Linked DNA regions of Dromaius novaehollandiae: region 1 is linked to region 2. A link is a contact called in public Hi-C data. All regions are on one chromosome and are shown on one strand. Each heading gives the region's core, a stretch centred on a gene start, on an enhancer-like site or on the middle of the called end of the contact. The rest is flanking DNA. Distances are from core to core; before and after follow the strand shown. Region 1 overlaps PRKCE (protein kinase C epsilon). Region 2 has its middle 37 kb from the start of TMEM247.

Region 1 (5,053 bases), core at 1,936-4,435, 270 kb before region 2:
CTAATCAGAGCTCACTATCCTCACCATCCTGTTCTGTTTTGTGCAATAACAAGGCCGTACTATCTTTCACTATCTTTCACTATAGGATTAGCTAAGGTAAAAAGGAAAGGTACAGGAAAAAAGTGCAAAAAAAGTACATTTCTGTGTTTCTTTTTTTAAAATCCTATGTTTATAGATCTGAAAAAGCATAGTAAGCGGTTAGAGCTGTGTGTAGAGCCACTATTACAACTTTGGTATGAATTCGTCTAGACATTTAACAGATCCCATTCTTCCCATGCAATTCACTACCATTTTTCATACTGGAAGCACTTTTGAGTATCTGGTTTACAACCAAGAAATACTGTATTTTAAGTCTGAAAGTTGATCTCTCGCACAGAATTGTGATACAGGACTGTATCTGGCTAGTCCTGTTTTTGAGTAGTACCCAGTGCCCACAGGAAGATATAAAATCTTGCACATATTTATATTCCCAGGCTCCAGGCTGGTGGAAGCTTGTATGGTTTGCTGATACAATGCTCTCATTGTTTAGAAGGGGTACTAGATCACTGGAGGGAAGCCAGCGGTAATAGGAAAGGGAAGGAAAAACATTGAAATAAATCTCTTGCTATACAGTGGCCACTGTAAAAACTTATGAATGACATCCTTTAATTAGTAAGTAATCATACCTTGGAGTCCCTGAATGTAATGATTTCTTTTTATCATTGTCATAGCCTAAAGAACAGTGGGATATGAAAAAGTAATGGGTTGTGATATATTTCTCTTTTTTAGTCCTGTATTAGCTCTGCCTCCTGCTCTTAAAACAATTGGGAGTGACTTCCTTGCCTTCCACATTAACAGATCTTTCCTGATAGCTATGTATTTGTTTTTCCCAGAAGTACTAGGAAGCAGACTTTAGTCTTTATCTGTTGGACAACAGCAGCCCTTCCCCTTCTTTTCCCCAAATAAAACAGTGAGAACTCTGGGGCTGGAGCATATGCAATAAAAATATCATCATTTGAGCACAGACTTATTTCATCTTGTCTGAATTCTGTGGGGTTTCAAAACATAACAGGGCCTCAGCGTACACTGATTATAAAGAGATTAATTAGAATGAAATATGCTGTGTTTTCCTTTTTCAGCAAGTGGGATCCCAGCGTTTTAGCGTCAACATGCCTCACAAGTTCAGCATTCACAATTACAAAGTGCCCACCTTCTGTGACCACTGTGGTTCATTGCTCTGGGGTCTTTTGAGACAAGGTTTACAATGTAAAGGTAAGGATTACCACTTCAGAGCTTTTCTTTGTTTCTGTGTGAGTGCAGTAGACTTGGAAAGACCTTCCCTATTGTAATCAAAAATTATGTTACTCCCATAAAATCATTCTGTCCTTTCTAGGATGTACAGAAATTAATAGAAAGCAAACAGCAGAATGTTGTGGGTGTTGCCATGGTGGTAAGATGCGATACAAGCCAATGGTGGATGTAGACAACAAAGGTGCAGAAACAAATTCTGCACTGGCAGCTGTGTAGGTTTATTGCCACATAGGAAATTAGAAGTTGACATAAAATTAGGAGCATGACAATTTACATCCCATCAGCTCATATGCCTTCAGTGTTCTCAGGGTTGTAGTGGTGGTTGTTAAACTTTTGAAATTGTTATTCTGGTAGGATGGCTTATGCAGTACCACTTTACACTGCTTTTTTCCTTTATCATCTTCAAAAATGACTGTATGTATTGAAGGCTAGGCAGAACAAATGTTGCACCATACCCAGAACATGAGGTTTTTTTATATCTAGCTAAATCATGCTTTGTGATAATCTGCCTAGCCCCTCTGTTCAGAAAGGAAAGGATTCATCACGTTCTGTAGCTCATGGATTATATATACTGGACTGCTTATGAAGTTTCTGAAGGAAACTAATAGAAACAGTTGGATACATATTTCCTTGTTTGAAGCAGAGATATATATTCTAAAATGAGGAGAAAACAGTACATACACTTGCAAAGAAATGTAATGTTTTTAAAATAATGAGTAAATTGCTGTAATTAGTGCATTTATGCAAATGATGTCCTGAAGATTATGTCAGATCCTTAGGAAGTAGTACCTAATGGAATTATAAACATTTTCATATTATGGCACCTTTATGAATGGGTAGGTTCATATTCATAAATATAAAAAAGACATTATGTGCTCTTCTAAGGGGCAGAAACACTGAGTTGTGTATGTGGAAAACCCTGTAATCTATTAATAAAATTTATCTTTTGCAGTTATTCGATATAAGACATAATTATATGTGAATTATTTGTGACCTAATGTTTCAAGTCACAAATTGCTGACCAGCAAGGGAAAGAAGATTGTCTCATGACAAAGTGATACATGATAAAGAGCATTCTGGAGTTTAAGCCTTCCCCTGTGGTTCCAGCTAGTGCTCAGTGATATAATGTCAGACTCTAAATACTGTTACTTCACTATTATTAAAGATTTTATTCAAAAGCTATCTTAATTATAGTGGAGCTATGTTCAGAGAAGATTTTTCAATTAAACCCGATTCTTTTGCTCTTTAATTTTTAATCAAAGCTATAGTATCTCTCTGCTTAATCTGTGAATACATTAGTTTGTTGTCATATTCTCTCTCAAGTACCATACTGGCTCATTTTCTGTTAACTGTTGGAAATAATGTTTATCTCGTGTATGAATATACAGTATAGGAGATGCATACAAACACTAGTTCAGAGAGCCTATGTTGCTTTCTATATGGTCATAAAATTTGTGCCTACAAAATATGGCATGGTCTGCATGAAATCTAGAACTCATCTGAGCTGGAAATGTAATTTTCCCTGTGCTTTGTTTTCTCTCTTAACAATTGTCGAACAGTGCTCCCTTCTTCAGAGATGTACTTGCATGTCCAGTGCAATAGCATCACCAGATGCATAGCATCTCCAGATGCATAGCATCATGAGAAGCGTATTCCAGGCAATTATTCCTGTATTTTTTCACTGCTTATTCCTGTACTTCTTTTTACAAAACATTTGCATGGAGTTGGAGTATACAAAATTTTCCTGCTTTCTTTATTTCAAGCAGTTCAGTTCCTGTATGTCTGCTATTACGGGTCTCAAGTCAAATATTTGACTTGCCACTAAGCTTTGGTCACCAGATACACTTGCCTTGAAAATACGATGCATAGCAATTTCTTCTTGTTATTCTGGTGAGCAGAAAGGCACTTGAAAATCAAAGGCACCTGCTTTCTGAAGTGCTTATGGTTACCTCATAAATAATGCCTATGCGCACAGCTGTTTTTAATCTCGTTAAAACTCTGTTGAAAACTTTGTTGGCTAACAATATAATAAAAATATAGCTTTAGAAATACATACCTTTTTTGATTTTTTTTGTCTAATGAAAGTAATGAAGTGAGAAATTTGACCGACTGAGTGTTAATATAGTACTTTATTACACTTGGGAGTTTTGCTTTCTTTATGCCTTGTTCCACAAGAGGGCAGTGAAGTCTAAGATAAAAGGTGTTCCCTGACTCCTGACAAAATCATTCTCTGTTATTTGTAATGGATCAGATGTGTTCTCCCCCACACCGGGAAGCAATGTAACTTTTTTCCCCTTACTAATATGCTAGTGAAGGTATTTAAGAGGAAGACCGTAGTAAATGGATTGTGATCTAAAGACAGAGGCAGTTTGATAGTGCTATAGACTTCTAATAAAACACTCTTGATTTTATGCCTGACTATAGCAGGAGTTAATCTTCTTGAGTAAAATAGAGTAAGAGGCATTAATAATATGAAGGACTTACGTTGCTCTGACAGAGTGAGAGCAGTGAATGGTTATAAAATCTAAGCTCTGAAGGTTTTTTGTAGTTCGAACTCTATTTAAGATTTATAGAATCATTAAGTGTTTTCTTTTGTTCCCATGTCTGTTTTGGGGACTGTCTGAAGCCACTGTTCTGGATGCTCGTAGCAGAAGAATGATAACCAGGTTAATCATTTTATATTTCCATTCCAAGTGCCATTGTAAATCCAGCTAAATATTTTTCTACTGAAATTGCATTGTGTTTGAAAAAGATATTGTTAGATCCAATAAGGTCTGATCTAAGTGAGACAAAATGCATGCTAAGGTAATATTTCATTTACTTAAGATTTTTTTTTCCTGACACATTTCGCTGCAGTTTGCAAGATGAATGTACATCGACGCTGTGAAACAAATGTGGCACCAAACTGCGGAGTGGATGCTAGAGGCATAGCTAAAGTTCTTGCAGATCTTGGAGTCACTCCAGATAAGATTACTAATAGTGGGCAGAGACGGAAAAAGGTAATTTAACTATTTAGTGTCGCATAAAAAGTGAGATAAGCCTGTCTTCATTTTAACTTTAATAGTTAGGGTGGAATCCCGCTCACTTGACTTGCACAAAAATTTTTTTTTTAGATCAATGCAGGACTGAGATTTTGGTTCTTGATTTATACATGCAGATCATCTATTCTGAATTTCATTGTGAAATTTATTTTGATGTAGTAGAGTTTTGCAAACCTGGAGGCTATATAGCCTGGAAAGATTTACTCTCTTTAAATGAGGAGGAAGATTTGACAGAAAGACAAGGTCCGACACAACCATTCGTGAAAACATAAATGACTATCTGTCTCAGAATTGGTGTGGAAAAACTGATTGGTTGAAACACTACACTACTTCACGATAATGTTCATAAATGCTGATAAATGACCAGTATGCTGACTCTCATAAAGAGGAACTGTTTGTCAGCTGGTGGTTCCAGAGTTAATTGGATCCAGAGTTATCGTCACTGTTATAGGAAGAACTAGGCTGTTGTTCTTGGAGCAGGAAGTATAGGTCACCTTGTGTACATCCAAATTTGATGGAACTATTCTGTTTTCATAATGTGTATCCTGGATGAGAATTTGACCACACTTTCTATCTGTGTTTGCATGGTTGTGACAACAGAACCATTGCTCTCACTTACAGAAATAGAGAAATTTTACCATACTTTCATAAAATATTGTCTCTCTGTTCTGCTGTAGCCTCATTTTCCTGGTTATTGCACTCTTGGCCCCCCTGTACACTCC
Region 2 (4,759 bases), core at 1,514-4,013:
TCTGATCTAAAGCCCAATGAAGTCAGTAAATGGGCTCCTACTCTTTTCTTCTGAAAGAGTGATTTTATTATTATAAATATGATTCTCCCCCACTCGTTTCTTAAATTAAATTAGAAGTTGCCTAGCCCAGAAGAAACCTGTAATGCATGTACCAAAATATTTGCATGACTGACAAGCTCTGTCTTTGAATCTTCATGAAAGGCATATAATTGTATTTAATGCAATTTATTTGTCATTAAAGAAAGAAGCTTTGATCCAAACATCTTTGCAACAGAGATCCAAGCAAACTAAAACTCCAGGTCTATTTTAAAGCAATGTGTATTTAACATTCATTCCTTTCCTTATCTTATTAGGAAATTTACTTCCTAGTAGATTATATAAACATCATAACAAAAAAAAATTATACTTATATAACTTTATTAATGCCTTGTAAGTTGTAGCTGGACTAGGTTTTTTGTTGTTGTTATTTTTAAGAAGGGACATTCTCAATTAATTTAAGCACAAAATCTTCAAGACAAAGATTACTGGTCTACCACCAGCCTGGAAAGCTTAAATAGCATCTAACCAAGTAGGTTTCTCCTGCTTCATTGGGTCCAGAACACAACTGACAAATATAAACAAAGAGCTTAACTGGGAAAGAAGGTAAAGGAGATTTTTTTAAACCTTAATGGGAACAATTTCATGAATGACTTCAATGCCAGTGGCAGCTTGTCTGCATTTAAATAACACTCTGCAGTGTGCGCATGGCCAACACAGACATTGTACTCCTATCCACAAAGGAGGAACCACTATAGCTGGTTTTTTCCTTCCTTTTTTGGTTTAATCAAGACATGAGCAAAACAAATGCTCCAGAATGTGATCAGTTAAACAAAACAAAAAAGAAAAACCTCAAGTTCTGTAATAGAGAAAGCTGTGGGGGTTTCCCCTGCCAAATGCCTCCAGGAAACTTTCTGTGGGAGTTGGGACACTCAACTCCCAGAATCTGGCCCCCAGTGAGGAATTACAACATGCCAAGCCAAGAAGATGGGGAGGGTAAAAAGAAAAAAGGCAGGAAGGAGGGAAAATTCTACACTGATTGTGAAATCATCATCTAAATTCCTATTACTCATTTGAAATATTTTTGTAGAGAGGAGGAAAATTAGTTAGAAGTCATGATTACTTTTTCAAAAAGCTTCAAAAATCATACTATTTTGACTTTCAAACTGGTTCTTATCCATGTGAAAAATTATTATTTTAACTATAGTATTTAAAAACCACACCAGCACAATCACAACACCCATACTGGATGTGACCATCTTTTCGTCACATCAGTCTCTGCAGCCTCTCTGAGACTGGCATATACCGGATGCTTAGGGAAAATGTAAGACTAGAGCGAGCATGTGGTAAGATTTTCCCAGATTATTCTCCCAGTGTCAACACAATTCGCAGCTGTGAGACTCCTTAAATCTAGAACTCCTGAAGCCAGGTGAACTTGTAGCATCCCCAGCCTCTGCTCAACAGCTTAGATACTGCTACAAACCACTGTTTGTTGCTTTGAACCTAAGCCTAAAGTTTTTAATGCCCTCTGGGTCTCATATTGCAAGAAGCAGTAAACAATCAATTCATCATCTCCTTGCTTGTGGCATTGAAAGATTTTTGTCACATCCTTTCTCGGTGGCTTCTTTCCACAAAAAGCAGTCCCAAGCTAATCCACCATAGTACAGAAGCTGTTCCCTACCTTCGATAATCACTGCTGCTCTGCTCTGAATCTTCTCTATTTCTGCTCTATCTTTTCTGATGTGAAACAACCCTTAGCCGTTTTCTGTGCTGTCAGCTTTTGTCTATTTATTCCATCCTGGGAAGCTTCAGTGTGGACAACAGCGGAACCAAAGCGTCTCTGAAAATCAGGAGTGATAAGTGCAAAATTCAGATACTCTCCTCGATTCCTCAGGGTCTGGCAGACAAACTCATTCTTTAAACAAACAAACAAACAACAAAACACAACAGGTTCTCACTCTAAATCATCTAGCTTTTGAGTGAAGACAAATCAAATTTGTTAAGCAGTGAATATTTTGAGAAAAGAGAGAAGGCAGTCGGGGAACAGAGTCACCGATAAAAACATTTCTGTGATGTTAAATGCAAATTCTAACAGAACCATGCTAGTTTGAATTATTATTCATATGAAGATCCTCTTATTCCATCCAGACAGACATGGAAATTGTTGTGCTGTAAATACAAAGCTCCTTTAGAGTGCCTGAACAGTAGAAAAGAGATCAGGCCCAGTGAATTTACATTTCTAGAATATCCTTGCTAATTTAACCTGATCTCAAAAGGGCGCTGAAATATAATTGCCAGGCTCCAGACTGCAAAAGGTCCATTCTGTAAAGTCTGTTTTCCATTTGTTTTTAAGCAACAACCAGTGCATGCCTTGGAGAATGTCCCAGGAGGTAAACTTGGGTTTCTTGTCCCCAAATGGAAGGACAGAATTAGCTGCTTCTTTAGGCATTTTCCACTCCTTTCCTTAGATTCATTGTGAGCTCTCCAGGGAGAGGACTGGAGAACCAGATGAGGAAATCATGTGTATCAGGATGCAGGGGGGGGGGGGGGGGACAGGAGGGATGGAGACATGAGGGTATGAACTCTTTCCCCCCAGCCCCACGTTGTCGGCTGGCTGGGGCTGGCCAGAGAACCCCCAGGCTCATCACAGCTGCCGCACGCCCGGCAGTGCCGCTGGGAACAGCCCGACCTGAGCAGCCGGCTCGGGAAGTAAAACACAGCGCCATCAGAGCAACGCTGGCGTTTAGGAAAGGCTGCCAGCTGCACCGAGGCTGAATGATGACACAGCCCTCCAGGTCTCCAGCGCTCACTCAGTTCGGGGTCAGAAGTCAAGAAGTTTTGCTTAACGGGAGAGCACAGGAGCGGGCCTTTGGCACGGTATTTAGGGACCGGTTGTAGCTGTGACGACATTTAAAAAAAAGTTGTGGAGCTTCAGCCACAGAGGCGGAGATGTAGCACTCACAGCATGCATTCTAATAATTTCTGTTTATACAGCTTTTAAGAAAAAAAATAACTAGAACTAATTCCTTTTGTGTGGGAATTGCTCTGGTTTAACTCAAAGGTCATTTTAAAGTCTGTATGCATTTACAGTACTAGACAAATATTTGTCAAATATACAGGCTGCTGGTCTCACTTGAAAGATAAAGGTTATGGGGGAGGAGGGGAGGAAGAAAACCAACACACAACTCACAACTGAATGAACCTTAAGGAAAACCATCCATCTGCCAGAGAGCAACACCCTCCTGCTAGCAGAGACTGCCACCTTTTGGAGAACACTCCGTGAGGCTGAGCGGAAAGAGGACACTTCGCCTTTCCCTGTAAATTTCCAGTCTTACTTCTGTATTCGCCTGTATGTCAGCAAAGTCAAACAGGCTTTAAGTTGTCAGCTTATTTCCAGCAGGGGAAAGAAGAGCATTTACAAGACTATCCCTGAACTCTGCTAGATTTTTACTCCTTTTCTAAAGCAGCAAGGTACATTTTTAGAGCCTGTCCTACTACTTTTTCAATCTGCTAGCCAATTTCAATCACATTTGACACAGGGGAAATATCTCAGATAAAAAAAATCCCAACTAGCTTCCTGCAAATTAGAAGCTGAGAAGATGAGGCATGAATTTGAACATAGCTCATTTGAGGACATTTTTATATCATGCATGAAACACGATTTTTAAAGATAGCGGCTAAGGGTTTTCAGATGAGCGCTACCTTCAGTCTGACATCAAAATAGGTCATCAGATTTCAGAAGAGCTCAGTAATGCAAAAGCTGAGCTCTTGTAAAAGTCTTTCCACTTCTGTTGAAGTGGAAGCCACCAAGTCAGTCATTTCTGCCATATTCCTTGCCCCTCTCATCAGAGTGGGGGTGGTGGTGGTTTTTTTCCTCTTTTTTTCTTTTTCTTTTAATCTAGCTGCATGATTTCAACCACATTTGGAGAGACAGACAGAGGTCTCAGGGATATTAAGGTCTTGTAAGAGTCATGACAATAGGTAGGGAAAGGAAGGACAGCCTTTATACCCTCATGGGGGGACAGACTGCAGCCAGAGCTCAACCATGTTATTAGACACCAGGAACCACACAGGAAACCAGATATCAGTAAGCAGTTCCAGGGGCTTAGCAAGTTATATGTCTGCTGCCTGTTTTGACTAGCAAACATTTTATCTCATGATGCAATCTTTAGCTGCACCCCACTGTGAGATCCCAGTCTTGATCTACCTTTTTCCTCCCCGTTTTTCTTCTTATAAAAATGGTCTTCACACTGGCATTGGGTCTCTCTCATTTTCTCTCTCAGACAGGGCACTCTGTAGCTTCAATCTACCACAGAAGCCTTCTGAACAACCACCTGGGGCAATTACTTCAAGGGGGTACATTTCACATGAGCCTGCCTGTCACTGGCCAACTAAACTATCTTACAAACTTGATAAAGGCAGCCTCCCATCACCATAGAAGAAGACCCTGAGGACACTGTCCTTCAGAAGATCAAAAGCCTCTAGATGTTGCCCTGATACTGCAAGAGAGAGTAAGGCAAAATTCTGACATTCAATGCATCTCCTGGAGCAATCATTCCCAGCCTTTTTGGAAGAAATCTTCCACTCCACCAGGCTACTGCCTCCTTGTCCTCTCCCACTTGCTCCTTGTCCCCATCTGCCTCTGCCTGAAGCTGGAGCTTGATGTGGAGGAGCATTGGTGATCCAGACGCTAATAAGCCTGAAGAGAATAAACAGGGAGGGA

Evidence for each region. Hi-C and Micro-C count contacts between places; a contact is called where the count stands out from the background.
Region 1: a contact with region 2 is called in a Hi-C map of brain, with 11 times the contacts expected there. The contact joins two enhancer-like sites. A contact is called at or near these places in 3 of 4 Hi-C or Micro-C datasets (brain, liver and ovary).

What each region holds. Positions count from the first base shown.
Region 1 is chr3:98,213,398-98,218,450 of bDroNov1.hap1, reverse strand. It overlaps PRKCE (protein kinase C epsilon), which reads left to right. Exons shown (of 15, transcript XM_026121196.2): 6 at 1,119-1,251; 7 at 4,147-4,289. Among named protein-coding and RNA genes, the nearest start is that of EPAS1, 160 kb to the right of the region's middle. Within about 2 kb of position 3,185, at least 2 of the 2 cell types and tissues checked have open chromatin away from gene starts, as enhancers often do.
Region 2 is chr3:97,942,700-97,947,458 of bDroNov1.hap1, reverse strand. No RefSeq gene overlaps it. Among named protein-coding and RNA genes, the nearest start is that of TMEM247, 37 kb to the right of the region's middle. Within about 2 kb of position 2,763, at least 2 of the 2 cell types and tissues checked have open chromatin away from gene starts, as enhancers often do.